Linked DNA regions of Gossypium arboreum: region 1 is linked to region 2. Evidence: chromatin contacts called from public Hi-C data. All regions are on one chromosome and are shown on one strand. Each heading gives the region's core, a stretch centred on a gene start, on an enhancer-like site or on the middle of the called end of the contact. The rest is flanking DNA. Distances are from core to core; before and after follow the strand shown. Region 1 has its middle 34 kb from the start of LOC108487176. Region 2 holds the start of LOC108487444 (60S ribosomal protein L38-like).

Region 1 (6,615 bases), core at 2,633-5,132, 610 kb before region 2:
AGTAGTCTATCAAATCCAATTGGGGAGGTTCCTTATCTTGGGTGTCCAAGCAGATGACTCCCAAAAGATAGAGACATAGATGTGATTGATTGGACTGACAGTACATTAAACTAGACCCAATAAACTGAATCCGTTTATGAGTTTATTCAGTTGTGACGTTCAAAGTGTGGGATACCTTAATCTTGAGTGAATGACGATCTATGTATGCGTGACTCGTATACTGTAATGTAAGTAAAAACTTGAGTTCGAATAGATAAGGAACCAAAAGCTGGTGTGTTAGATATATGTTTCTGTAGTATGTAGCGTCATTCACAACAGTAGAATTCATAGCCCAAGTTATGGGTAAATGATATCTTCTCATTAGCATTACATGGTTGACGAAAAATAAATGTGGTCACGGGTCGTTCATCTTTTTGATGAATGACTTTATTAGTATTTGATAGGAATTGACTTTTTCATAAATGAAGATGTAATGGTTACCATGAGATAAAATAGGATCATATTAGGATAACGGATTTATCTCAAAGAGATTAAAGATATCCTATGAGAGTAACACACTTATGACAAGGTCATTGGAAGAGTACTAATCGAGTTGCTTTGGTAATGATATACCATTAGGGAGAACTTAGTCATAATACTACAGTGAAATGACTTTATGACTAAATGAGTTTATAATTAATAGGTGGAAAGATGGAACTTAATTATATATCATTTGAGCCCTAATCGCATATGTTCAATCAGTTCCTCTGCTAGCTCAATGAAACCAGAAATGAATTGTTTTTTGAATCAAATGATAAAAAATGGATGGAAATGGTAAAATTAGAGAAAGGGGAAACATTTGGAAATAAATATAGTTTGCTCTAAATGGAAATGACCTGAAAAATAAATTTATGATTTTCAAATTATTATTTAATTCATCAATTAAATAATTGAAGTTTGAAAATGGAAATAAATTAATTGGTTATAGTGAATCCATTAAATGTAGAAAATATAAAATATATTTTCTAGTAGATTCTTTACGGTAAAATCATCATGATTTTAACGAAATTAGAATTGAATTGAGAAAATTATTTAATTAAAATTAATTTAAGATGTTTATTTCGAGAAATAAAAAACAAGTATCGTGTTGGATTGAATTATAAAATATTGAGTTAAAAATCCAAAAATACTTGTAATTGAAGTTGATGTGAGAGATGCCCAATAACTCTCATGATAATATTAGGGATGACAAACCCTAATATAATTAACTAGGATTACCACCCCGTAATCCTAGTTAAACTAAAAATTTATTTTTCTATTTGAAATAGACTTCTATAATAACATTCAAATACTTGTCCTTTTTTCTTAACAAGCTAAGGTTGACGGATAATTTTTTATTACCCATTCTCATGTATATTCTTGTGGAGGATATCACTATAGTTAAACTATTGCTTTTGGGCAAAATTTTGTAAATGTTGGGCAATAGATTGTGAACGATGAATTTATTAAGCATAAAAAGGCTGTTGTTCTAGTGGATTTATGCTTGTGCATATGTATGGTTTGAGGAGCCATTTCAACCGTTGAACTACATTCATCTCGTAGGCACTGTTGGGCACATAAATTTTTTATTTTTATATAGATATTTATTTTCATGATTTTAATGTTAGAATTTATGTTTTTAAGGTCTGTTGAATATATATATATATATATATATATATATATATATATATATATATATATATGCATGCTATTGTGTGTGGAATAGTGAAGAAATAGTGGCAATTGAGAGAAACTAGTGATATAAATTCATAATGAATATATCATTGAGTTTAAACTTAGGTTTATAGACTGCCTTGATATTACCGGAACATTGGTTATTGTTACACTTGTGCAAAGGTTAACATTTATTTGGTTCTTATGGTAACATGGTTTCTTGGCGTGAATCCTTTGTTTGTAGCAAAGATACAAACTGGAAATCTGAACTTGGAATAGTCATGCTTTTAACGTGATTTCATTGGGATGATTCCTTTTGAAAGATACAATTGGTAATCATGGATTAAGATAGAATTTTGAGTACTTTGCATTTTCATCAGTCGCCTCTACTAGTTCTTCTTATCTTCTCTCCAGAATTAGATTATTGAACTTTAGCCATTGACTTGTCTTACTATTTTGATGTTTGGTTTCTGCTTCTTGCTTTTAACTGTCTCTTCCTTTTATTCTCTTTTTTTTTTTAATTATTATTTGTATTCTATACATGTATTAACTCAGTTCATTGTTGTTTTCCTTTTTTTTTTCATAGATATCAATAATGTTGCATATCATGTTTAATGGAGGCATCGTTAGGAACTTTTCTTTCATTCTCATTTTTTAATTTTTTGGGCTTACAATTGACAAAGAGCTAGATTCTCTGAAGGTGACCTACCGGGAAATTGTAGTATGGTGATTGTACACACTGAATTTTGGGTATGTTACCAGTTTATCACTCAAACCTAAGCCATTTTGAGGTAGGCTACAAGGCCTTAGGCTAGGAGCATGTTTTGAGCCCATGAAATCACATATAATTGCTTAAGTATATGATTATGTTTTTATTCTAGGCTTTTCAATTTTGGACCTTAATCCATTACTTTTTAAGCATATATGATCTAGGATATATATTATATTTACTAAATTATAAAAAATAAAAATTAAAAAAAGTGGAAATTTTACCAAAGAAAAAAAACCCCTCAAGCTTTGCAAATTTTGTAATTTGGTGCTTCCACATACTTGCACAAGGAAGCAGCAAAAAAATTAAATTAAATTAAATTGATGGCTAATCCGTTCTCCAATTTCATCATCTCAATCCCATTGTTGACCCCTAACCTTGCATTACCATCCCTAAGAAAAACCACCACGCAACCCATTGCCCATTACCATCATCATCATCACTCACTAACCATCAGACTTTCATATGCTAAAGAATAGTTTAACAATGCTTTTAAAAAGTACTTTTAAAATATACCGTGAAAAATATTTTTGATAATTATTTTTAAAAGTTTAATTTAAAATTTGAGTATTTAACATTATTCTCAAAATTATTTTTGAGAAATAAAATATTTATTTTAAACATAGTATTATCGGTAATAAATATATATTTAAATAATGTTTAAATTAGTTAATATTATTATATTTTAATAATAATATAAAATAATTTATTAAAATTTATTGTTAATATTTTAATATATGAAATATAAATTTTAAATATTTTTAAGCAATAAGTATTAATTATTTATAAAATTTAATTAGAATATATAAACTATACTTTAAATATTTAAATATAACTATTAAATATTTATAATTAGATATTAACACATTTTATTATTTTAATTTTTTTATTTTTAAGGTTTAAAGTTTAAGATAACATATTTATTATTAAACATTAACAAAAAAAAAAGAAAAATAATATGTTATTGGAAGGGTAAAAAATTATTAAACACTAAAAATATTCTTAGAAGATAAAAAGTTAAAAGTCTTAATTCTCATTTTTTAAAATGCCAAAATTAAAAAAAAAAAAACAACTTAGCACAAATCTTTTTCTAAAAATATTTTTTTAAGAAAAAAAAAAGAAGCCCTAAATCATTTCACTCACACACCACACATCCTTAAATCAGGCTTACCAGACAGCCCCAACACTGCCAAATCCTCACCATCAACTCGAGAGAGCCCATTCCCATCAACCTAATTAAAAAGCACAACCAAAGAACCTTCCAGCTCCAGAATAGAGGAGAAAGAACTTGCAAAAACCACGGAGAGAATCATGGACTAAAAAGAGAAAGCAACTGAAAAAACCACGAAGATAATAAGAGCCCCGAAAAAAAAGATAGAGGGAGTGAGGAGTTGACCGGAGATCGGCCGGCGGCTCCAACGGAGGAGACCACCGGAAGAACGAGCGTCAACGGTGCACCGACAGAGGCCATTCAGAAGCAGTAGTGTTCGTGGAAAACCAACCAGAGAAGAAAGGGAAGAGAGTCGATTACCGGCTGCCTGAACGGAAACAGGATTTGCCGGAGGTGCTGGTTGTGGCGGCGGCTGCTTCAAGGCTGTTGGAAATGAATTAGGTGCAAAATGCACCGTTTTGGGCTTTGAACAATCGATCCGTTTGGAGCTCCATTGTAATGGCTGACCCGTAAGCTGAACCGGCTCAGCTGAGACAGACCTGGTCCAATTCTCTCACATGGCCCATTGGGACTACGTAGCCCTGAATTGAATTTTCCTTGGGCCTTTAATCCTTGTTGAGCCTTCAGCCTATTGGGTATTACATCTACTCTTTCATTTTAATCATATTTGTTAATATTAATTATAATATGTTTATTCCATTTTAATGTGACTCAAATATTTCAGTTGCTGCAAGTACTATTACTGTATACTCAGATATGACATAATGGACTTGGTAAAATGTTCTATGTGTGCATGTGCGTATTTAATATGGTTGACTGCATGCGATTTTAATTATTATTTTTGTACACGCATTCTTGAAATGTTTTTAAATAATAAGATAATTAATTTGGTATTTTTTTTTTCGGGTCGGGTCGGATTTTATTGATGCATTAGTAATCGGATATGCATATTAGTAATCGGATACCCTTTTTAAACTGAGTGAATTAATGAGTTTTGCTTCTTATAATTAGGGAAATTATCTAATACAGTATCAATAAAATTTTTAGATTCCACGAGAAGGGTTATGGGTTAACAAATGTCTTATAAGATATAATTAAATATTAAAAAAGACTCATAATAATTTTTAAGGATATTTGTGGATTAAAAATAAGTATTTGTCAGTGTACTAAATATTAACTTTAATTAAATATTAGATTTTAAACTTTTAATATTTTAAAATCATCTTCTTGAAAAGATTATAAAACGACTAGGTAACCGATTGATTTTAGCAAAAATGTTCATAAATCTTCAAATATCATCAAATAGATTTTTAAATATAAGGTCCGTTTGTTTACCAGTAAAATGTTTTCTGGAAAATGATTTACTTTTCTGGAAATGATTTACTTTTTTGGTGTTTGAATGAATCTATGTAAAATATTTTCTATTGTTTAGCGATTTTCGAAAATATTTTTCGAAAAACTGTTTTTACATATATTAATAAACTTATATATATATATATATTAATAAATTTATATTTTAAATTGTTTTTACATATATTGTAATAATTTATTTATAAATAAATTAAATTAAATATATAATAATACTCAATTATTAAGCTAGAATATTAACCATCATAAATGGAAAACAACCAAAGTCAAATAAATTTTGTAATTGAGTTATAAAAAATAAAAACAAGGGTTAAATAATTATAAATTAACTTTCAAATCACAATTAATACTAGAAATTAATAATATTATCTAAATGCATAATTATTAGTACATCATATAATAACAATAACGTTGTCCAAGTGCATAACTAATATTACACCACATTAAAAGTATCAATATCTTCAACTTTGAAAAAAATTTTGAAGCCAAATTTTTCTATGCTTCTTACTTTTAACTAAAAAAGTTTTGGCCTCGGATTCATGACTCACTAGATAATCAAACACAGAACACAAGAAGTCATCATCAAATCCTTCTTCCTCCATCGACATCACTTCTTCGTAAAGATGTGGTGTCTTATCCGCAGTAAATTGTTCCAAAGCATTAGCAATTTTGCAAAGTTGTTCACCCACAAATTTAATTTGTTCTTTTACGTTTGGATGTGCCAGATGAAGATACTTTTGTTCTTACCTCTTCAGTCTCTTCATTGTCGCAGTCTATAGGCACTGAATCTTGGTTACCATCATCCAAATCTATGTTAGCAAATGTTCTGGCAAAACTCCCTGTTGCCATATCTTTGCCAACAACCAAAGCCATTTCATCATAATGATCAATGCTTTTATTCAAAAATGGTTCATATTTCTTGTGTGCCTGTTGAATATTATACACAATTAGAATAACAAGTAAAAAATAATTGAAATATACTTAACATATATATATACATATGTTACCATCATTGCTGCATCATATGTCGCTCTATCACATGTGATCATTTTCATGTTATCATCCCATCCAAAACCACTTTCACCCCGAATTGTGCATATAATCTGCCACTGGTTTTTTACAGTCCTCAAATGATTTTCCACATACTTCGCATCACATTGGACTTGAAATCTTTCAATAATAGCTTCAGCAACTCGATTAATAGAAACTGCTTTGAAAGTATTAGAATGCTTATTTCCTCTCTGGGCCTCCTCTGCTAGAATTTCAAGAAAAAGATGTTACATCGGTTTTGTCCACCTGAATTGCTTGGAGGTCCCTTCTTTGTTGCCCTTACCCATTCTACATTAATAATTGTCATTGTCAATCATTTCAATATCCAACAAGTTTAAAACATAATAAATTCAATATCTAACAAGCTTAAAACATAATAAATTCAATATCTAACAAGCTTAAAACATAATCAATATCTAACAAATCTAAGACATAATAATTTCAAAATCCAACAAACTAAAATTTCAATATCATTATCCAACCAACATTAACAAAAAAAAAAAACAATTTTAATACTAAAACATACATAACATAGAAACAATAACCCTAAGCCCTAAACCTACCT
Region 2 (6,609 bases), core at 274-2,773:
GCCAACTAAGGCAGAATCAAAAACCTCATACAAATTGTGACATGACAGGAAGTCGAATCTTAATCACTTCAAGATTTGGGAATGCTCAACCCACGTATTGGATAAAGATGCGAGGAAGTTAAGCTTAAGGACAAAATTGTGCATGTTTGTAGGATATCCAAAGGGAACAAATGGTGGTTTGTTTTATAACCTAAAAGAGCAAACTATTATAGCCTCAACATATGACGAGGCGATACAGAATGTTGATTCCAAGCTCTGGGAAATAGCTATGAAAGCTAAGATGGACCTAATGTATTCCAACTCAATGTGGGAACCTGTAAACTTACCGAAATGGATAAAACCCATAGGGTGTAAGTAGATCTACAAAAAGAAAAGAAACGCGGATGAAAAAGTAGAAACTTATAAGGCCAAATTTGTAGAAAAAGGTTATACTAAAAAATAAAACATTGATTACGAAGAAACCTTCTCTCCGATTGCCATACTCAAGTTAATCTGTATATTACTATTCATTGTGACGGCTCTTGATTATGAGATCTAGCAAATGGATGTCAAGACAATATTTTTAAATGGCTATCTTGAAGAGAGCATCTACATGATGCAACCCACCAGATATATAATTAAAGGAAACAAGCATAAAGTTTGCAAACTATTTAGACCCGTATATGGACTTAAGCAAGTGTCCTACTCATAAAATCAAAGATTTGATCAAGCGATCAAGACTTTTGTATTTGAGCAAAATGTAGATACACCTTATGTTTATAAATGTTTAAGGGATGAAAATGTGGTCTTTCTCGTTTTATATGATGATATTCTACTCATTGAGAATGATGTAGGGACATTGTCATTGGTTAAACTATAGTTAACCCAACAGTTTAGCATGAAGGGCTTTGGAGAAGTTAATTTCATTCTAGGTATTAGAATCCTAAAGGATCGAAAGAACAAAGTGATACCATTGTCTCAGGCTTCATACATAGACAAGATATTGGAGCGTTATTTAATGAGAGATTCGAGGAAAGGAAACCAACCTTCTGTATCATGATTTCATCTCTCTTTAGAGGATTGTCCTAAGACAGCGAAAGAAAAAGAGAACATGAGAAAGGTTCGTAAAAAAAACTTAAACAAAGAAAAGTAAAAAAAAAAAAAATAATGTTTTTAATGTAATGTTTATTATTATGTTTTCAATTTATAGTTGTTATTATGTTTTTTTTAATTAAGGAAAAAATTATCATGGATTTTTTTTTTATATTTTAAACTTATTTTTTTAAAAATTTATAATTCAATTAACCACTTAAATTAATTAAAATTAATCCTCTGATTAAAAATTTTAAAATTTCAATTAAATTCACGGTGTGTATCTTTTGCCAATCCATATTAAATATTGATTCGATTGAATGTTGAATTTTTAGTATAAAGGGCCTCTTGGCCCATAATAAGGTCATTTCTGTTACGCAAAAGATCCCGTCCAAGTCCAGCAGCAGGATAGGAGATTCGGACTCTTAATAATAAAACTACTTAAACAAGGGTAAAACGGGTAACAAAGTAAACTATTTTTAGGGTTTTCCTTCAACGCCTGCATATAATCAAATAACGAAGAAACACAAGGTTGGACTGCGAGCTTTGATTTTTAGGTGTTCCTGCAGAGTGAGGAAGCTCCCCTGAAAGCTTCAGTTGAAAATGGTAAAATAAAGTCTCTTTCCCTCTCCATTTATTTCATTAGATCTCCGAGTCTGATTTTTTTTTCATGGTCAATGCCTCTTTCTTAATGATGATTATTTGTTCTTCAGATCCTCTTTTACCGGTAATCGTTTCATTTTTTTTTCTGTTGTTTGCTTGCTTTTCTTTTTTTTTTTTCGTTTATGTTCTTAGTGAAGATGGGTTGAAATTTGAATTGGTTTAAAAGATTTTGAGAAATAGTTTGGGTTCTGTATTTTAGGAGACATTTGAAATATGTGAGCTTTGCCTTAGATTATAGTTTTACGGATTGTGAAACTTTAGTAAATGGTTGTGCATTCAATGTATGTATTTTCTCGTTTTGTTTCATTGGAATATTTGCAATGAGGTACTTTGCCCTTGGTCTGCTTGAAAATATTGCTATTAATTGCATTGAGTTGATGAGTTTTTTCTTTCTTTCTTTTTTGGTATCTTTTGATTTCAGTGTCAACTTGAGTCGTGAGATGAACTCATTTAATGGTAGGCTGGTCTGGTCTGATAAATGATTGTTTAAAAGTTTGAACTAATTTGCTGCTTAACAAACTAAGCTGAAATATTTGGAATGTTGGAATGTTTGGTTAGCATGAATGTCCAGTTTTTATTTATTTATTTCCAGTAGTCCTAGTTTGTGTTTTCCTTGTGCTCGAGCAGTTAACTGACCTGTCGATGATGATCTTTAGGCTTTTAATATCATGTTTTCTGGTTCTGCTTTATTTCCTAAGATTTGTATTCTGATGGACAGCCTAAGCAAATTCATGAGATCAAGGACTTCCTTCTCACTGCTAGAAGGAAAGATGCTCGCTCTGTAAAAATCAAGAAAAGCAGAGATGTTGTCAAGTTCAAGGTCCGCTGCTCCAAGTACTTGTACACCCTTTGCGTGTCTGATGCTGAGAAGGCTGACAAGTTGAAGCAGTCTCTTCCTCCAGGTAATTCATGATGAAGGAGCCGCTTTTACATTCTTGTTTTTATTGAACCTATGTCCATATTTGAAATTACTTTCCCGTTACTTATATGTCTTTACCGTCACTGTTTTCATGTTTGCAGGTTTGAGCGTACAAGACCTGTGAAATTAAAACTGCCCTTAGCTTGTACTAGGCAATGAAAACTAGATTTTGACTTTTAGTTTATTGCTTGCATTTCGAATCGTTTTGCAACGATCAAAAGTTTTTATAATGGATTTTTATTTGGTGTTTTTTTATGGACGTTAGTAATGTTATTAAAACCCTTTATTTATTTTAGTATTCGTGTTCTACATCTTAGTTTGGCACATATTGGATAATCAAACATATGAAAAAGAAAAGAATCAATATATTCTGATTCAGTATGTATCCGTCTTCGATTTGATGAAATGACTGACAACTGTGTTCATCGCCTCTCATATCTGTTGACCGCTATCAAGCTTTATGGTATGAAGTTTTTTTATTTCCTGTTGCTGTAATGTGAGAAATACGATTGCCATGCTGGTTTTGCCTTTGAGTGGCTGTCTTAGCTTTGATTGTCAAGGGGCTGGACAGCCCTTGGCAACTAGAGCACTGAGAGAGTTTATTAAACGCCATTGTCCGTCTATTGTTTTTCCTATGGGAAAATAGCAAAGAAATGGTAAGCTGTAGAAGAATCGCAGCAGGCTCAGCTTCAGGAAATGGTTACTATGTGGACTTACAGGCAAATCAGGTTGCTTGTCTCTGAGGTGGAATAATGAAATGGACCTCAAATCGTTGGAAGCTCAAATAGAGGAACAAAATTGTGGGAACCAGAAAAATGTGGTGGAGGGATGGAACCAAGAGGAGAGATTCTTCCATGAACAAAATGCTTGAGAACATGAGCGCTGCAAATCGTAACCTTCAAGCATAGGATTGAAGATAGTTTGGTAATAGCAAAAGGATGATAGATGCTTCGTTAAAGAGATCGACAAGATTTCAACCATTAAGCCTAAGCCTCAACCAAGGCTAGAACACGAGATCAAGAGAGATTGACAAAGCGTGGTAAAGGGAGGAATGCTATTGTGCTTAGCGACCAAGAATAAATTGGCTATGAAATGGCGATAAGAACACCTTGACTTTTCCATGCCACAATAATGTGCCATTGACACACGAATGCAATTTGGAGACTCAAAGGACTTGATGGAGAGTAGATTGAGGACGATCAACAACTAGGGAGGCTTATCTTCAATCATTTCATGAATTTGTTTAAAAAGAACTCAACTTATGATATGGATAATGTTCTTGATGAGATTAAATAAGCAGTATTTTGTACTGGTAGACTCCGGACTCTGGGCTCGGGTGGTTTTTTCCTGGAATACCTTGTCAAAATGATGTGATCAATTTGGTATGCAAGTTCTTTATCCATGGTCAATTGCCAATTGAATTTAACCACTGCAAGCCTATAGGGTATTGCGACTTTCTGTACAAAGTTATTGCGAGATTTATGGCTTGTCGCATGGGACCTATGCTTTCAGATTGCGTCTCCTAACCCAATATGCTTTCATTGAGGGTAAAAAAGTTTAGGACAACACCATCACCTCTCATGAAACACTCCATGCTTTGAAGAAATGTAAATAGCGAAAGAAAGGGGTCATGGCTGTAAATTGGGCTTTCAAAAATTTTATGACAGTTTTATAGCAGTTTCTTGGGGGGGAAAATCAAGGTGAGAATGGGATTTATCAAATGCTGAGTGTATCGCTTTGTGAAATACGACATGACGACTCATTTTTCTATTATGATTAATAGAGTTAAAGAAAGGCGCAATTAAAATTTTGGGTAAACTATTTGTTTCCTGATATTACATATTAGTCATTTATATTTGAAATGTTATATTTTAATCACTTACATTATTGTTTTGTTACGAAATGTTACCATTAAACTCTGTTACCTCCCTAATGGTGATCCTACATGACAGTTCAAATGAGTTTTAATTCCCAACTTTGATGTCCTACGTGATAGTCTAAATTAAATTTATTTGATTAAAAATCTATTTTCATCCTAGCAACTAGACATCTAAATTGACATTTAAAAGCCGTTTGGACTGCCACGTAGGATTGCCATTAGGGAGGTAATGGAGTTTAACAGTTGAATGACCATTTTGTAACAAAACGATAACATAAGTGACTAAAACGTAACATTTCAAACATAAGTGACTATAATGTAATTTGAGGTAAATAAAAGTGATCGTTTTTGTAATTTACCCTAAAACTTTTCGAGGATTAAGAAAAGATGATCCACTTTTCTTGTCTTTTCATGATGGTGGCTAGTTTGCTTTCTTTGATTATTGAGAAGCGTGAGAAAGATGGATATGTTGAAAGGGTTCAAAATTTTTCAATGTTTGGAAGGTGTCGGATTTCGGAATCCAAATCGTTCCGAGAAGTCAAACAGAGAGGTTTTCTAAGAACGAGTATTGGGTTGTTTCCACAATTCATTGTTAGTGAGTTAATATTATATTTAGTTTAATATTAGATGGGAATTGGAAACTAGAATTGTGGATTATGGACTAATTTGTGAAAGAGGTAATTTGAGGGGTCAATGTCTAAAAGTGTGGAAATTAGATTTAGAAAACGTTAACTCTTGATAGTTTAATTTTGCCCAAAGATATGTGAGCAAATTTCCCATTAGTTTATTTCCATAAAAGAGGGAATGGTTATCCAACCATTTTTCACCATTCATTTCGTTTCCCTCCATTTTCTCTCAAAATCCTCTCAACATTTCTCAAACATTTACATTGATTCTTGATTTCAAATCATAAACTTCTGATTGGCAAGTATTTTCTGTTAATTTATTCATTAAGTTTGATAAATCAATTTTCATCAGTCTCTTTATCATTTCTTATTGCCAATTTTTGGAGGGAATATTTCTTCATCAAAATCCCTTGATTTTCAACGAAGTAAAGATGGTTTCTATTTTTTTTTACTGATTCTAACTCTTAAAAATTGATTTCATCCATTTTCTTCTCCATTTCTTGTTTCACATCAACCATGAGTGATAGAGTAGGAGATTTAATTTCTAATTTTTTCTTGGTGAATTTAAGGGTTTTCTTATACAAATGATCTTAAAATTTTGATTAATTAGAAAAATATCCACTTTTCTGATCATACACATAAATAACTTAAAATCTATAGTAAAAATTAGTGGGTCCAAAAAAATTTGGTGCCACCAACATGCCACGTCTGTAAAATCAATAAAAAATTTATTTTTTGATGGAATTATGTAGAATGATGTCACTTATATAAATACTAGAGAAATACTACTATTTCTGAAAAATTGGAGAGTTAAAAAATAAATATAGTCACCACCACTTTAGTATGTGTTAGTGTAATTTTTTTTTATAAAAAAGTATTTTTTATTGGGTGGAGTCATTCTAAATGGTGCTACCACACCGGTTTTTTTTTAAATGTGCTTTTCTATTTAAAAAATAATATTTCATTTGGAGCCATATAGAATGGCGCCACCAATATACCGTGTATGGTTTTTTCAAAATGTGTTATTTTTTAATTTAATTTTTTTGAAAAAGTAATATTTTATTTGGTGAAGCCATATAGAATGACATGATCAAATAGTTATATATATCCACAACCCAATGACAGATCACTCTAAGTTGGAGAATTTTTTTAATCATATCATATTAGAGGATGAAGTGGAGAGAGATGATTGGTGTTTTTTATGTTTTTATGTTTAATGATTATTTTTGATTGCCAGTAATTTATTCGGTAACGGGTTCAAATTGGTTATGTAAGTTTTTCCGTTGGTTGTGGTAAGACAATAACGGGTTCAAATTGGTTATGTAGCCAACGGGTGGATTATTTGGGATTCTCTGAGCCAACAGGATGTTTGAAGGTTTTAAGGAATCCCAAATCGAACTGCATGGATGAAATAATCAATATCAACAGCATCCGAGCTACAAGATAATAGC

What was found. A called contact is a pair of places that touch in the nucleus more often than the background predicts.
Region 1: a Hi-C map of leaf shows a contact between it and region 2, with 2.1 times the contacts expected there. The contact joins the enhancer-like site here to the promoter of LOC108487444 in region 2. A contact is called at or near these places in 2 of 5 Hi-C or Micro-C datasets (both in leaf).

What each region holds. Positions count from the first base shown.
Region 1 is chr10:38,049,903-38,056,517 of ASM2569848v2, reverse strand. No RefSeq gene overlaps it. Among protein-coding and RNA genes, the nearest start is that of LOC108487176, 34 kb to the left of the region's middle. Within about 2 kb of position 3,882, at least 2 of the 2 cell types and tissues checked have an H3K27ac peak or open chromatin away from gene starts, as enhancers often do. A contact at or near this core is called in leaf, where this site is marked.
Region 2 is chr10:37,438,284-37,444,892 of ASM2569848v2, reverse strand. It overlaps LOC108487444 (60S ribosomal protein L38-like), which reads left to right and starts at 1,523. Exons shown (of 3, transcript XM_017791792.2): 1 at 1,523-1,677; 2 at 2,453-2,636; 3 at 2,755-2,964. The coding sequence starts at 1,675. The coding sequence ends at 2,777.